2 separate regions of the Oryctolagus cuniculus genome follow, and region 1 is linked to region 2. Evidence: chromatin contacts called from public Hi-C data. All regions are on one chromosome and are shown on one strand. The core of a region is the stretch at or near the end of the contact, and the rest is flanking DNA. Distances in the headings are between cores, read along the strand shown.

Evidence for each region. Hi-C and Micro-C count contacts between places; a contact is called where the count stands out from the background.
Region 1: a Hi-C map of skin fibroblasts shows a contact between it and region 2, with 5 times the contacts expected there. The contact joins two enhancer-like sites. A contact is called at or near these places in 3 of 6 Hi-C or Micro-C datasets (embryonic fibroblasts, skin fibroblasts and an unstated tissue).

Annotation. Positions count from the first base shown.
Region 1 is chr1:157,330,129-157,334,511 of mOryCun1.1, forward strand. No RefSeq gene overlaps it. Among named protein-coding and RNA genes, the nearest start is that of ALDH1A1, 100 kb to the left of the region's middle. Within about 2 kb of position 2,108, at least 1 of the 8 cell types and tissues checked has an H3K27ac peak or open chromatin away from gene starts, as enhancers often do.
Region 2 is chr1:156,995,323-156,999,768 of mOryCun1.1, forward strand. No RefSeq gene overlaps it. Among named protein-coding and RNA genes, the nearest start is that of ANXA1, 21 kb to the right of the region's middle. Within about 2 kb of position 1,454, at least 3 of the 8 cell types and tissues checked have an H3K27ac peak or open chromatin away from gene starts, as enhancers often do.

The DNA of each region.
Region 1 (4,383 bases), core at 858-3,357, 340 kb after region 2:
CTACCTCTCAAATACATAAAATCTTAAAAAAGAAAGAAAGAAAGAAAGGAAGAAAGAAAGGAAGAAAGAAAGAAAGAAAGAAAGAAAGAAAGAAAGAAAGAAAGAAAGAAAAACAAAGAATATCGTTTCAAAAATTAAAAGAGAAATAAGAAGGGAGGAGGGTGTGAGTAAGGGAGGGTAAGGTAGGAAGCATCATTATGTACTTAAAACTATATATACTATATGTTAAATACATGAAATTTGTACCTTTTACATACATTTTTTTTTTGACAGGCAGAGTGGACAGTGAGAGAGACAGAGAGAAAGGTCTTCCTTTGCCGTTGGTTCACCCACCAATGGCCACCGCGGCCGGCGCACCGCGCTGATCCGATGGCAGGAGCCAGGTACTCATCCTGGTCTCCCATGGGGTGCAGGACCCAAGCACTTGGGCCATCCTCCACTGCACTCCCGGGCCACAGCAGAGAGCTGGCCTGGAAGAGGGGCAACTGGGACAGAATCCGGTGCCCTGACCGGGACTAGAACCTGGTGTGCCGGCGCCGCAAGGCGGAGGATTAGCCTAGTGAGCTGCGGCGCCGGCCCTCTTTTACATACATTTTTAAAATCTTGTAATAACAGAACAATGAGTTGGTATTATTGTCCATTATAACCATACGTAATTCATGGAAAGCAGCAAGTTTCACAATGATAACATCTCATAAAACAAATGGATTTAAATTCTCAGGAAACAAAAATTGAGCTTTATTAAAAGGACTCATCCTAAACCGGTTGATCAGTTTTGACTCACTTTGAATTATTTGTGTCTTGAAATTCAACTATGAACCAAATATCCAAGATCACAAACCCTGCACCTATGTGGCCAGTCTAAGAATATTTTTTACTTTGGGGATTGGAAAAATTTTTTCTACCTTAAAATGGGTGCAAAAATCTGCATCTGGTAAAATTACTGCAATTGATCAAGTAAAAGCATAAGAGCAAAAATGAGAATATAGATATGAAATGAAATAGTTAATGTAATTAAATATGTCATCACTTTACAACTATTTTAATTTTACTATAACATTTACCATTGATCTGATATTTTTTGTTTTAACTGTCTTAAAGATGTTCAATGCATGTTATAGAAGTTTGTATCCTACAGTTTGATTTTAATTAACTTAGCTAAGTAAAATCCACTAAGCTCATAATCATTTAAATATCTGATAGTATAACTTAAATCCTTATGTTTTGATGTATCAGTCTTCTAAGTATTATACAAATATTTAGAGGGGCATTGTGATTGTTCCATGTCTAAGTGAACATTAAATAACAAAAGGCTTTAAGCTTAAGAAATGAAGCACAAAATAGTGCAAAAATAAAAATACATACTTTCCAACGTGGTGCTAAAGGATTTATCAACACAGTGAAGCTCTGTAAAATGCCACACAGAGATAGAGTGTGTATTATTCAAAGGGTATGGAGGAGGACCTGTCGATACATCTATCTCTCCTTCATCAAAGCTGTAGACAAAAAGACCAGAGACCTGGCAGGGTAGGACGTCAATTGCAGTTGGTTTCTTAGTATAGCCTTACATTTCACTTGCTGTCCTTCACTTATCATTGCTGTATGCCTGAGGCAGATGGGGCATTGTAGACACGATTATCCAGCGTCATTTTCACTCAAAATCTCTTGTATGAGACTTATAAAAGTGAACTAGAATTATTTTTAATGTACATCTCCCCTAATCAATTCACATGCTCTTTTAGATGTAGTTTTTTTGTATGTCCAGGCCCTAACACAGCATATATTCAACAAATATTTTTGAAAGACTTCACGAGAGAGTAACATTTTGTAAATACTAGAGGGAGTACAGAAAATATAAAAAGGTCCATGCCAAACTCAGTATGTTGAATGAGCACTTTTTACCACCTACTCGTGAATTCAGTGAAGACGCTACGTGGTCTATTTGCTGAGAAATGGTGTCTAAACACTTCCCAGAACAATCTCACACTGTACACTACACACGGGTCATAAAGTGCTCCCAATTCCAAGTATTTTCTTTTCCTGAGCTTAGACAACTCACCCAGAGCAGGGCAGCCAGCTATTTGATTTCTTCACACATTCCTGACTTGCAGCTGCTCCCAGTCCACTGAGCAGCATTCCATTGACTTAATGAAGCTAGTCTAGTGACTTACTAAGACTTTGGAAATTTGTGCTAAGGCCATTGACTTTGTGAGACATGCTGGGTCCCCTTTCTATGAAGTATGCAATAGTCATTTTGTTTAGCAATATATCAGACATAGCCCCAAGTTTGCAATAATATGATGATTAATCAGGGTTCAAGATAAACTCTCAGCTCCTTGAGCAGATTCATTTGTATTCCAGGTTCCACATACACACAGCTGAGAAGAGAAAGGATGTTAGCTGTCAATCACGCCGCCATCATTGTTTGTGCTCCAGATTGACTTCTGATCTCCTGAATTACTAAAGTGATTGATGCTCAACCACTTCAAGTGAATGTCACCATCGGAACCAATGCTAGTATCCCTTAGTGCTGTTTCAGCCTCGCAAACGTTCCTTCTCCTCAGTGGCTACTTTTTTGCTCCTACTCTCAGATGTACTTGGGTGATACCTGAAATGAAGCAGCACCACTGCTTTTATTTGAATATGACCCCCAAGGTTCACATGTCGGAAACTTAATCCCCAATGCAATCCCCCATGTGAACAGTGTGGAGGGGTAAGGCTTTTAAGAGTGGATTAGGTCATGAGGGCTTTATCCTCATGAATGGATCAATGCCTTTATCGCAGGAGAATGTGCATTATCTCAAAACTGAGGTCCTCGCACAGGACTAGTCTGGCCTCCTCTCTCTCTTCTTCTTCTTATCCATAAGAGGCTCACTATATTATAATGCAGCAAAGAGGCCTTTTCCAGATGTGGCGCCTCAGTCTTGGACTTGCCAGCCTACAGAACCATGGGCCAAGTAAATTTTTGCTCATGATAAATTACACAATAAATGATATTCAGTTACTGTGGCACAACAATGTCTAACACATCCAAAATTATTAGTATCATCTATGTCATCATCATCCTCATCACAGCATGCAAAAATTTGGGGCCTGCATTGTAACACAATAGGTTAAGCTGTTGCCTTTGACACCAGCATCCCATGTGCGTGGAGGTTCAAGTCTTGGCTGTTCTACTTCTGATCCAGCTCCCTCTTAATGTGCCTGGGAAATCAGCAGAAGATGGTATACAAGTTCTTGGACCCCTGCACCCATGTGGGAGATCTGTATGGAGTTCCTGGCTTCAGCCTGGCCCAGCCCCAAGCATTACAGCCATTTAGAAAGTGAACCAATAGATGGTAGATCTCTCTCTCTCTCTCTCTCTGCCTCTCTCTCCCCACCCGTGTGTGTTTGTGTGTGTGTGTGTGTCCCTCTCCTGTAGCTCTTTCAAATAGATACAGAAAATCTTTAAAAATTAATTAAATATGTACTAAAATATAGTTTTAACTGCTATAGATTTTATCTTCACAATTTTATGAAGTGATATGTAATCTCTAATTTACAAGGGAGAAAATTGGATAGTGGCTTTTCCATCTTTATTCCTACTTTTTGAAAATTTTAATTCATTTATTTTCATTTTATTTGAAAGGAAGCGAGAGAAAGAGAGAGAGATACTTTCCATCTGCTTGTTTACTCCCCTCATGTCCTCAATAGCTACAGCCCAAACCAGGAACACAGCACTCCATCCAGGTCTCCTACATGACTGTCAGAGACTGAACTATTTGAGTGATCACCTTCTTCATCCTAGAGAACCCATTACCAGGAAGCTAGAATTGGAAGTGGAGGTGGAGCCGAGACTTGAACGCAGACCCTCTAACCTGTGGCGTGGCATCACAAGCAGCAACCTAACCACTGTGCCAAATAATCACACCTCATTCCTACTTCCTGTCCTGTACAGAAAGCCTCCTCAAAGGAAACTCCACATGGTTACAGGCTGGGGACATTTGGTTGATTCTTTTCTTAAAAGATAACCAATCTTATTTGTTTGCCCAATGCATTATTATAAACTGTATTACACTGTTGACTGCATGTATTGCAAGAAAAGTTCTACTCTTAGAGAAACAAAATATTACAAAAATCTTCATTCAAGGTATGTATACTGAATATGCTACCACAGTTGTGGTTGGCAGTCTACAAAGGTGTCCACCACTCCTCCATGCCTTTTGCAGTCTAACTTTTCCATTCATCACATTAGCAAGAGGCATTACTCTTCCCCACTTCCTTTGAATTTGGCTTGGTTTTTGGCTTGCATTGACACATTCCGGGCCTGGACTTTAACAGGCCATGAAGCTTCTGCTTTCACTCTCTTTTAACCCTGAGAACACTGTGCTGTGAGCATAGCCA
Region 2 (4,446 bases), core at 204-2,703:
CTGTATTTCTAATCCAGTCTGTAGCAGATCCTGAACTCCAGTATAAGAATTTCTTCTTGTGAAGCTATTTCAGTTTGGAATGAACAGTAAGCTTATCTCAGACTTAATCACCACAAGATCTGCATCATCTGTAGCAACAGAGAAAAATGAAAAAATGAAAACTGAAGCAATTAAATGGATTATTTGGCCTATCATTATAATTATCTTAAGTATTTGGGAGGATTAATTTTTTACCATTCCCTCTTAGTTGGTTTCATATTACTTATTCCTTCAGGTTTTTTTTACACCAGTTAAGTGTTAGTCACTTGAACTCCACTGTATATAATCCTCTTAACAACTCTATATAGCAGGTGGTGGTGGTAGTAATATTGTTTTACTACTGAAAAATCATAATTTAGGGACAGGTTTGACTTAGCAGTTAAAACACCAGCTAGGGTGCCCACATTTCACAACAGAGTACCTTGGTTTGACACCCAGCTTCTTGGGATTAATTCCAACTTCCTGCTTCCCTGGGAGGTAAAAGTTCAAGTAATTGAGCTCCTGACACCCATAAGCGAGACTTGAGTTGAATTCCTTGTGTCTGACTTTTGGCCTCATCCCAGACCCAGCTGTTTCAGGCATTTGTGGAGTGAACCAGCAGATGGCAGTGTTCTCTGTATCTCCTTTGCTTGGGGAAGGCAAGTAACATCTTTGGGACCCCTTAACAAATAAGAAGTGGTAGAGGCTTGATTAGAACTCAAATTTCTGGCCCCCAGATCACTACACCTCTGTGCTACTCTGCCCCTGCATCACTATACCTCTGTACTACTCTGCTCCTGCATTATAAAAAAGCTCTTAGCAAATATGTAGAAATGTTTTTTTTTCTCTCTAGCATTGCTACATGAAACATTAACCTTAACTTTCATTTCTTGAGTGCCACCTTCTATACCATGAAGTAGATGTGCCTATAAATAGAATATACTGTATCAGCACCCTCACACAAGTGTTGCCCAAGGCAATCATCTATTTATTGTGTTAAAAATAATCAGGAAGCAGAACAAGTACTTTCCTTTTTAAGGTAATGGAATTCGGTGAATTTTCATAGCCACTCTGCAGAGGGTGTTGTCTATAATGTTACATGGAATGTGATGAAATACTTTTGTAAAAAACATGGATAACTGTGTTTCTTCAAAATAACTACATCATTATTTCTATTTTCTCCCAAATCCCTTAGGGTCTTGCTGCTTGCTCTTAAAGAAGTAGAGTCTGATTACCATCTCCTTGAACCTGAGCCGGCTTGTCAGTTGCTTACAACTGAAAGAATGTGGCAGATCACATGAGTTGTCTGACTTTGGAGGCGGGGTCATTGAAAGTGATGGAGCCTGGGCAGCTGGAACACTTGTGTTGGAGCCCTGAGCAGCGCGCTGTCTCAACCTGCTTATTTCCCTGAGGTCTTTGTCCTGGCAGAAGCTCAATCTAGTCTGCTTGAAGAAGCTCTAAGATTATTACATAAGGAGAGAAATGCCTGGACAGTTCTCAACTGTCCCGGCAACTCTTTTTCCAGCTTTCGCTATCATCTGACTGCAACTGTAAGGGACTTCCCTGGTCAAGAAGGGAGAGGCTTGTGTTTAAGTCTCAGAAGAGGTCCTAAAGACAACTGAATTGTGGCTTCCTGATCAGGATGATTGTGACCAATAAGAAGATTGTTGTACATTTTTTCCTCCTGTTTCTGTTCCCATCAGAGCCCCAAAGCTCCTTGCCTAGTTTTTTTTTTTGTTTTGTTTTGTTTTACAGGCAGAGTGGACAGTGAGAGAGAGAGACAGAGAGAAAGATTTTCCTTTTGCCGTTGGTTCACCCTCCAGTGGCCGCTGCGGCCGGCGCACCGCGCTGATCCAATGGCAGGAGCCAGGTACTTCTCCTGGTCTCCCATGGGGTGCAGGGCCCAAGCACCTGGGCCATCCTCCACTGCACTTCCAGGCCACAGCAGGGAGCTGGCCTGGAAGAGGGGCAACCGGGACAGAATCTGGCACCCTGACCGGGACTAGAACCTGGTGTGCCAGCGCCGCAAGGCGGAGGATTAGCCTAGTGAGCTGCGGCGCCGGCCACTTGCCTAGTTCTAAACTTGAACTCCTTGCATTCTACTCATTCTCAATCCATACTCTAACACTTGTATAGTTCTATATGTTTTTCTTTAGTATGTTACCCAGTTAGGCATAAAGGGTTGAAAAGAAGAAAGTCAGCAGACAGTCACAGAAAGGGAGTGGTGGTTGCACTTAACTCAAGGGACAGAGATATTACATGATGCATCAGACAAGATATAAAGAGCAGAAATGGGTCATGGAAATTAATGTCCACTCTATTATTTAATAATGAGAAAAATAAAAACCTGAAAACAGATGAAATTGATATAGAAGCAAGTACCTTGTGAGAGCAAACCATGGTCACAGAGGAAAAGGGGACTAACCAGCATGAACAGCTTCTTTAACACTAACTAAGAGGAGGAACGAGTAAGGATTCAATCTAACAAGGTAGTTCCATGAAGCAAGAAACTCCCTCCAGGTCTCCCATGTAGGTGGCAGGGGCACAAGCACTCAGGGCATCACCTACTGTCTTCCCAGACACATTAGCAAGAAACATGATCAAAAGTGGAACAATCAGGGCTCAAAGTGGTACTCATATAGGATGTTGGTATCACAAGTGGCAGAAGCTTAATCCACTGTGTCACAAGGCCAGCCTCAGGAGTAGTTCAATTTTGACTCTATAAATATTAAAAATGAAAATACACCAAAACAAATATGTCTAACTAATTTTTAACACAAGTATAAAAGGAATTTAATACAGGAAGGATAGCCTTTTCAACAAATAACAATGGTGCGTGAGCACACAGATATGGATAAGCAAAACAAAACAGAGAAACTTTGACCTAAGTATCACACTTTATACAGAAATTAACTCAGAATATATTTTTTAAAACGTACATGTAAAATGTAAGACTGTAAGATTTTAGGAGGGCATTATGATGGAACAGGTTAAGTCACTGGTAGGGATGGTTCACGTCCCAGCTGATCTGCTTCTGATCCAGCTCCCTGGTAATATGCTTGGGAAGCAGGGGGTGATGGCTTCAGTAATTGTGTTCCTGCCAGCCACATGGGAGACCTATATGGAATTTCTGGCTCCCAGCTTCAACCTGACCAAGCTCTGTTATCAACATTGGGAAGTGAATTCGTAGATGGAAATTCTCTCTCTCATGCTGCTTTATAAGTAAATAATCTTTTCTTAAAAGTGATTTTAGCAAAAGAGAGGTGAGGTCTTTTTTCAGGACTTAAGATTAAGTGAAAAGTTTGTAGACATGACAACAAAAGGTCAGTCTATAAAAGGAAAAAAATAAATAGGACCTCATTAATATTTAGAACTTTTGCTCTTCAAAAGACTATTAAGAAGATGAAAAGACAAGATATAGATTTAGAGAAAATATTTTTAAACCACAAAGCTGACAAAAGACTAATAGCTAGACTACACAAAGAATACTTAAAACAGCAATAAACATAGACAATGCTAAAATACCAAACGGTGACAACACCAAATGCTGGCAAGAGGTTGCATCAACTAGAAATAGCCAACATGGTTGTAGGCTGGGTGCCCATGATGATAATGAAATTAGGATGTTGTCACACTCATTCACATCATGTACCTGGTACCATGACTCTTCTGGGATTTCCAGAACAGGGACATGAAAACGGGTAATACTCTAGCCCACACCAAACCCTGTCTCCTTTGAATGCCCAGTTAAGCCCTATCCAGGAAACTCCCTCTATCCTATAAAAGTAGGAGACCCTGAGTCCCTGAAGTTTGTTAATTGTCTCACCCTCCCATGAGGTTTCTGGCACACCCTTCTGAGTGTGCAACTTCTCTTGGGTACTTTCCTTTTGCCTTTAAATAAGTTGTGCTTTCCTGCCCACTATTATCCACATTTCCTCCTTGAATTCTTTCTCACGTGGAGATAAAAAAAACAGATCAAGTCCGCCCAGGACCTCTCCCACAACACTTAGATGAAAGAATAAGAAGTCCATTTTCAAACTATATATAGTAAAATAGTCTATAGATAAATAATTGTTAATTTTTTAAAAGACACACACATATACACATACAGAGAAAAATAGGCAGACAAAACTCTCATCCACTGTTCAGTCCCCAGACGTCCGCAATGGCTAGAGTTGGGCCAGGCCAAAGTTGATAGCTGGGAACACAAACTCAGGTCACTCACATGGGTGGCAGACACTAAATTAATTGAGCCATCACCTGCTACTTCCCAGAGTGTTTATTAGCAGAAAGCTGGAATCAAGATTGGAGCCAGGCCTCAAATGTGTATTCTGATATGGGAACTTAACTGCTGGCCTAATGCTTGCTCCTCTATAATAATTTCTTTCTTTCTTTCTTTCTTTCTTTCTTTTTTTTTTTTTTTTTTGA